2 separate regions of the Sus scrofa genome follow, and region 2 is linked to region 1. The links are chromatin contacts, called in public Hi-C maps. All regions are on one chromosome and are shown on one strand. Each heading gives the region's core, a stretch centred on a gene start, on an enhancer-like site or on the middle of the called end of the contact. The rest is flanking DNA. Distances are from core to core; before and after follow the strand shown.

Region 1 (2,700 bases), core at 28-2,527:
GCCTGGAGTGGGGCAGGAAGTGGGGTAGGAACCTAAGGGGCTAGAGTGGGAAAGTGCAGGAAGAGGGGAGAAAAAGCAGGTGTGGCCAGGAGGCTGAGACCCTGACATCATCCTGCCCCCTCACACCCAAACCTGCTCCCCTCAACCTTCTCTCTCCAGCCCGCTGCTCACCCTGGGCGCCCCCTCCCTGTACGCTCATGTCATGCCAGCTCAAACCCCAAAGACAACCTGTGCGGATGGAGTCTGCCCACCTGCACTGCAGGCTAAGCCACCAACCACCCGCTCTTGCCTCCTAACTGGCCCTTCCTTCCACTCTTGCTCCTGCTACAATGCCACCCTGGATCAGCAGCCAGGGAGTTTGTTTTTCAAAACACAGAGGAGGGTCATGGTCCTCCAATGCCCCAAACCTCCCCTGGCTCCCAAGGAACCTAGAATAAAAACTAAACGCCACACCGAGACTTACAAGGCTCCTCGGCATCCGACTCCCCATCAGATCTCCAGCCTCACTGTTCCCTCCAGCTAGAAACACCCCAAGCCCCTTCCTGCTTCCAGGCCTTTGCACTTGCTTGTCCCCCCTGCCCGATCGCTCTCCAATGTCACTTCGTCAGAGAGACGATGTCTGATCACTCGAGCTAAAGAAGGCTGCTCTGTTTTACTTCACTTGGGATAACGTATTACGAGCTGAAAGCATTACTTTATCCTTACTACTTGTCTACTGTCTGTCTCCCCCTGACACAGTCTTCTCTACCTTGTTCCGGTGGTAGCCTCTGCTTCTAGAACAGTGCCTGGCACTGAGCACTCAACATTTCGTGAATAAAAGATGACGCTAGGTCCCCATGTGCACTATTCAGTCTCCAATGCCTCGGGAACGCGCAGCCCCTAAGACCCTCCAGGGTACGTCACCCCCAGTCCCCAGAGCTGGAGCCCCTGCATACGGAAGGGGCCCCCGCCAACCCCTGTCATCTTCCCGCGCGCCCCCGCGCACGCGCCCACGACCACTGGCCCCTGCCTCTCTTTCGCGCGCCCCGAACCAAGGCGGGGGATCCCCCTCGCCGCCACGCTTCACGAGACGCCTCACAACCTTCTCCCAGGCCCAAGCGCCCGGCTCTTCAAGCCGCCTCCACTGCCAGGCGGAGTCCCCGGCAATTCCCCTTCTCCCGTAACTCACCCGCTTCAAACAGCGTTTCCCGCCACAGCCCACGCCGCCGTGACCCCTGACTCCAGCGTGCGCAGGCCCAGAGCCACCGCGCGCCGAGCCGGGCCACGCCCCTCCAGCCCACACGGGGAGGCCACGCCCCGTCCCCCCGCCAAGGCAAGGCCACGCCCCTCCGTCCCAGCAGAGGGCGTGGCCTAGTCTCCTGGCCGACAAATCCTCACCAAACCCCGCCCGCCAGACCTTTGCGGCAGGAGGCCACACCTCCTTTTTGCAGCCGCGTCGTGGGCCCGGGTGTTTACTGCGTGCGCAGCGGCGGTGGCCTCCTGCCCCCTTCCGCCCCAGTTCCGCCAGACCTGGGGTGCTGGGCGCACAATCTCTTCTTCTGCACCTGCCTGCTGTCCGAGGCCGTGTCGGGAGGATCACCTCCTCCCTGTTCATTCTTCCACCCACGGCCTGACCTCCACGTAGTGACAGGCCAGTGAATGCTCAGATCCTAACCTGGTCTAGCTCATGGCCTCAGTTTCCCCACCTGTAAACTGGACTCAGCTCAGGGTTGGCAGATGACTTGTAGGGTAAGAGGCACACCACTTGGAATAGGACGGTCGGCGAGTTCCCGTCGTGGTGCAGCAGAAACGAATCTAACTAGGAACCATAAGGTTGCGGGTTCGATCCCTGGCCCTGCTCAGTGGGTGGCTTAAGGCTCCCACGTTGCCCTGAGCTGTGGTGTAGGTCGCAGACGCGGCTCGGATCCCGCGTTGCTGTGGCTGTGGCATAGGCCGGCAGCTATAGCTTCGATTAGATCCCTAGCCTGCGAACCTCCATATGCCGCGAGTGCGTCCCTGAAAGGCAAAAAGAAAAAGAAAAAAAAAGGAATAGGACAGTCGCTTGTAACTATTCTTACTTCTGCCATCCTCTCTTCCCCCTAAAAAAACCCTTTCAGTCCCCATCCCTCCAAGCAACACCTCCTTCACTCTCAGGCAGGACTGCCCATCTATCTAGCTCACCTCCGTGGCCCCTTAGGCCCTGGTGCAGGTGAAGGTAATTTTTTTTTTTTTTTTTGCCTTTTCTTGAGCCGCTCCTGTGGCACATGGAAGTTCCTAGGTTAAAGGTCTAATCGGAGCTGTAGCTGCCAGCCTATGCCAGAGCCATAGCAACGCGGGATCCGAGCCACGTCTGCGACCTACACCACAGCTCCTGGCAACACCGGATCGTTAACCCACTGAGCAAGGGCAGGGATCGAACCCACAACCTCATGGTTCCTAGTGGGATTCATTAACCACTGTGCCATGACGGGAACTCCTGGTTTGTTGCATTTTTAAGATTCCACATATAAGTGATATCATACCGGTTTTGTATTTATTTTTCTTATTTCACTTAGCACAATGCCCTTATGGTCCATCCATGTTACTACAAATGGCACAATTCCTTTTTTTATGGCTGAGTAGTATTCCATTGTGTGTGTATACAGCTTCATCCATTCATCTGTTGCTGGACGCATTGCTTCCATATCTTGGCAATTGTAAATAATGCTGCTATGAACATTG
Region 2 (2,700 bases), core at 135-2,634, 200 kb before region 1:
TTCTGGCGAGAGAAAACCCCATGCGCACTCACTTCCTGACCACCTTGCTTCCTTCCTCCTTCTTTCCCTGCCCTAGGCTTTGCCTTCTTTCACCTCCTCTCTCCTCTCGCGGCCCCCAGCCTTCTGGTCCATCCATTTTGCACGAAGACACCGCCCCTCCCGTCTCCTAACCTGTGTTTCTCCAAGAAATTCGTCCCTCCAGCATGGCTGTTCCTTCCTGCACGCACCCCCCTCCCTTTATTCCTGGGGCTTGGGAATTTTAAGCCACCCTTCCCCTGGAAAGCCCCCTCCCCCACTGTGGGCAAAGGGGAAGGCATCGCCCTCAGGTCCCCCTCATGTTCAGCTGCCAAAGAAGGGAGCTTCCCCTCCTTCCCCCAAGCCCATTCCCCCTCTGCTGCCCCCACCCCCGATGGGGGGGGCGCTCCGTCCACGGGGTGGGGAGGGCGCTTGTAGCCCTCTCCCCCTCACCACGTCAGGGATCTGCGGGAACCTTGTGGGAGGGTCGTGGGAGGGGGGAGGGGTAGCGAGGAGCGGGCGGAGGTCGCGCTGGGCCCCTACCCGCCCCCTCCCCCTTGTCGGATGCCCCCCGTCCGCAGGGGGCCTGCGCGGTGCCCGTCTATCAAGGGCTTGTTCATTCTGGATGGGTGCCGCGGGGTTGGGGAGGGTGTGGGGGGTGGGGAGGGGGGAGGAGAGGTTGGGGTGGGGAGGGGGAAGGGACTGGATGGGGGGCAGCGCGGGGCGGAGAGGAGAGACAAAGCAAAAAGAGGAACAATAACAAAAACATACGAAAAAAAAAATAGAACACACACACACGAAAAAATCCAGAAAAAAAAAAACAAAAACCTGAAATAAAAGCCCGAGAATTGTCTTCCAAGGGGGGTGGGAGGAGGAAGAGGAGGGGGGCGGATGAGGACGTCTGGTTCTCGCTGGGACAGGGATCGCACGCGCCGAAAACCGAGGCGCTCGGGCCTCAGAGTTCATCCTTCAAGGGACTGGGACCCAGGCGTCTGTTTGCAGGCACTGGGGGAAGATTAGGGAGGCGGGATTGTTATGGGGGTTCATCCCTACCTCCCATCACCTCCCTCCTCCTGACTCCCCACCAAGATTTTGCAGAGAGAAATGGCTTTTGTACCAGGTCATTCTTTATAATTAAACTCACAGTATCCACCCCCTCGAGCCGACCCCGCCTCCTTCCTGGGGAGGCAACACCCCTTTCCTCTCGGGTTCCGGGCTACTAGCCCGCATCTGAAGGGCGGTGCGCAAGCGCAGCCGGGGTCCGCCCCCAAGCGTCAGTCTTCCTCCGTCGGCACCGCCCCCAGAGCCTCGAGCATGCGCCGTCGGACGAGGGAGCGGCGCAGGTGCAGGCGGTAATCGCCCATCAGCAGTTCGTCATGGCGCACGAGAGGGCGAGTGAGCCCGCGCAGGTGGAGTCCCGAGCGCAGCAGGCGCGAGCGAGTCTGGAAGTCCGTGACCATGATGAGCCACCTGCGAGGGGGCGAGGCCAGGAGGAGAGGGGCAGGGCGGAGACGGGAGGGGAACCGCTGACGGTCGCAGCTCTGCCTTTGATTGTCAGAGGCCCTGCCTGGCCCCTGCTCGTTTACTGACTCCAGTCCCTCAACCCGTCACTACGTCCCTAAAACTCCTCTCCAGCTCTGCACTCTCGCCGAGGTTAGCCTGTACTTCGACCTTCACCTGGGTCAGTCTAGGCCCCGTCTTCCCCCTCAGCCTGCTTCTGTCGAGACTCCATCTTTTTAAATTGCTGCTCGGGGGTCCTACTCTCACCCAGCAGCTCCAGGCCGGGTCCCTTCAGGGTGGCTTTCAGGTCTGTCCCAGATCTCCTGGCCTCGCCCCCAACTAGATACTCCAGGTTCGCCCAGTCACTCCGGCCGGGCCCCTGCAAGGTGCCCAGTCCCGGCTCCGCTCCCTCGGAGCTGCCTTCCAATGCTCCGACCCCACACCTCAGTCTTGCCCATCCCCTGGGTCACTGAAAGTCTGGTTCCTCACTCCAGATCTTTTACGGTCTCTTCCACCCCCTCGTCGCACCTGCTCTCGGCGGGGTCGGGCCCTTTACACTCAGCGCGCCATTCTCCGGGTGCGTTAGGCCCCGCCTTCTGCCTGCCTGCACTTCCCCGCCCCGCCCCTCGCTGGCCTGTGGTCCGCCAGCCCCTCCTATTAGCCTCGGCCCCGCCCAGCAGGCGACTCCGCCCCCTCCCAACTCTCTGGGCTCAGCCCCGGCCCTGCCCCATCGTGGCTTTCGCCGCGGTCCTGCTCCTCCGCTCAGCTCCAAACCCTGCGCTCGCTGAGGGCTCACCGGTCCCGGCGCCCAGCCGTCCCGCAGATGACGTTCATGTTCTCAAAGCGGATGCTGCTCACACGCCCGCTCTCCATGGCTCCGGGTAACTCGGCCTCCAGCGCCTCCAGCACCTCCAGGTGGGTAAGGTCCTCTTCCGGCTGGGGCGGGGGTGGGGGGAGGGGGGTCGGAGAAAGAGCCTCAGCCCGTGACACCCGGCTTCAGAAGTCCACACCCGAGGCCCCACCTGGAGAGCCTGCCAGAGTCCCAGGTGGCTTTTGAGGGGCAAGAATCACATTTGATCCCAGGATCTTGTTCCTTTTGCCAGAGTGAGTAGGATAGGAACCCTTCAGGGAGAAAGACATCCACTGTCATTCTAGGTCATGGTCTTAAAAAATCATTTCTCATCA

The links. A called contact is a pair of places that touch in the nucleus more often than the background predicts.
Region 2: a Hi-C map of liver shows a contact between it and region 1, with 5 times the contacts expected there. The contact joins the promoter of SYT3 here to the promoter of POLD1 in region 1. A contact is called at or near these places in 2 of 47 Hi-C or Micro-C datasets (epiblast stem cells and liver) and 1 of 2 datasets of contacts at active chromatin or transcription factors (alveolar macrophages).

Annotation. Positions count from the first base shown.
Region 1 is chr6:55,246,376-55,249,075 of Sscrofa11.1, reverse strand. It overlaps POLD1 (DNA polymerase delta catalytic subunit), which reads right to left and starts at 1,277. Exons shown (of 27, transcript XM_003127364.5): 1 at 1,169-1,277.
Region 2 is chr6:55,448,006-55,450,705 of Sscrofa11.1, reverse strand. SYT3 (synaptotagmin-3) reads left to right here and starts at 1,384. Exons shown (of 14, transcript XM_021094805.1): 1 at 1,384-2,430. It overlaps C6H19orf81 (putative uncharacterized protein C19orf81 homolog), which reads right to left. Exons shown (of 4, transcript XM_021094808.1): 3 at 2,312-2,451; 4 at 1,125-1,485. The coding sequence ends at 1,290.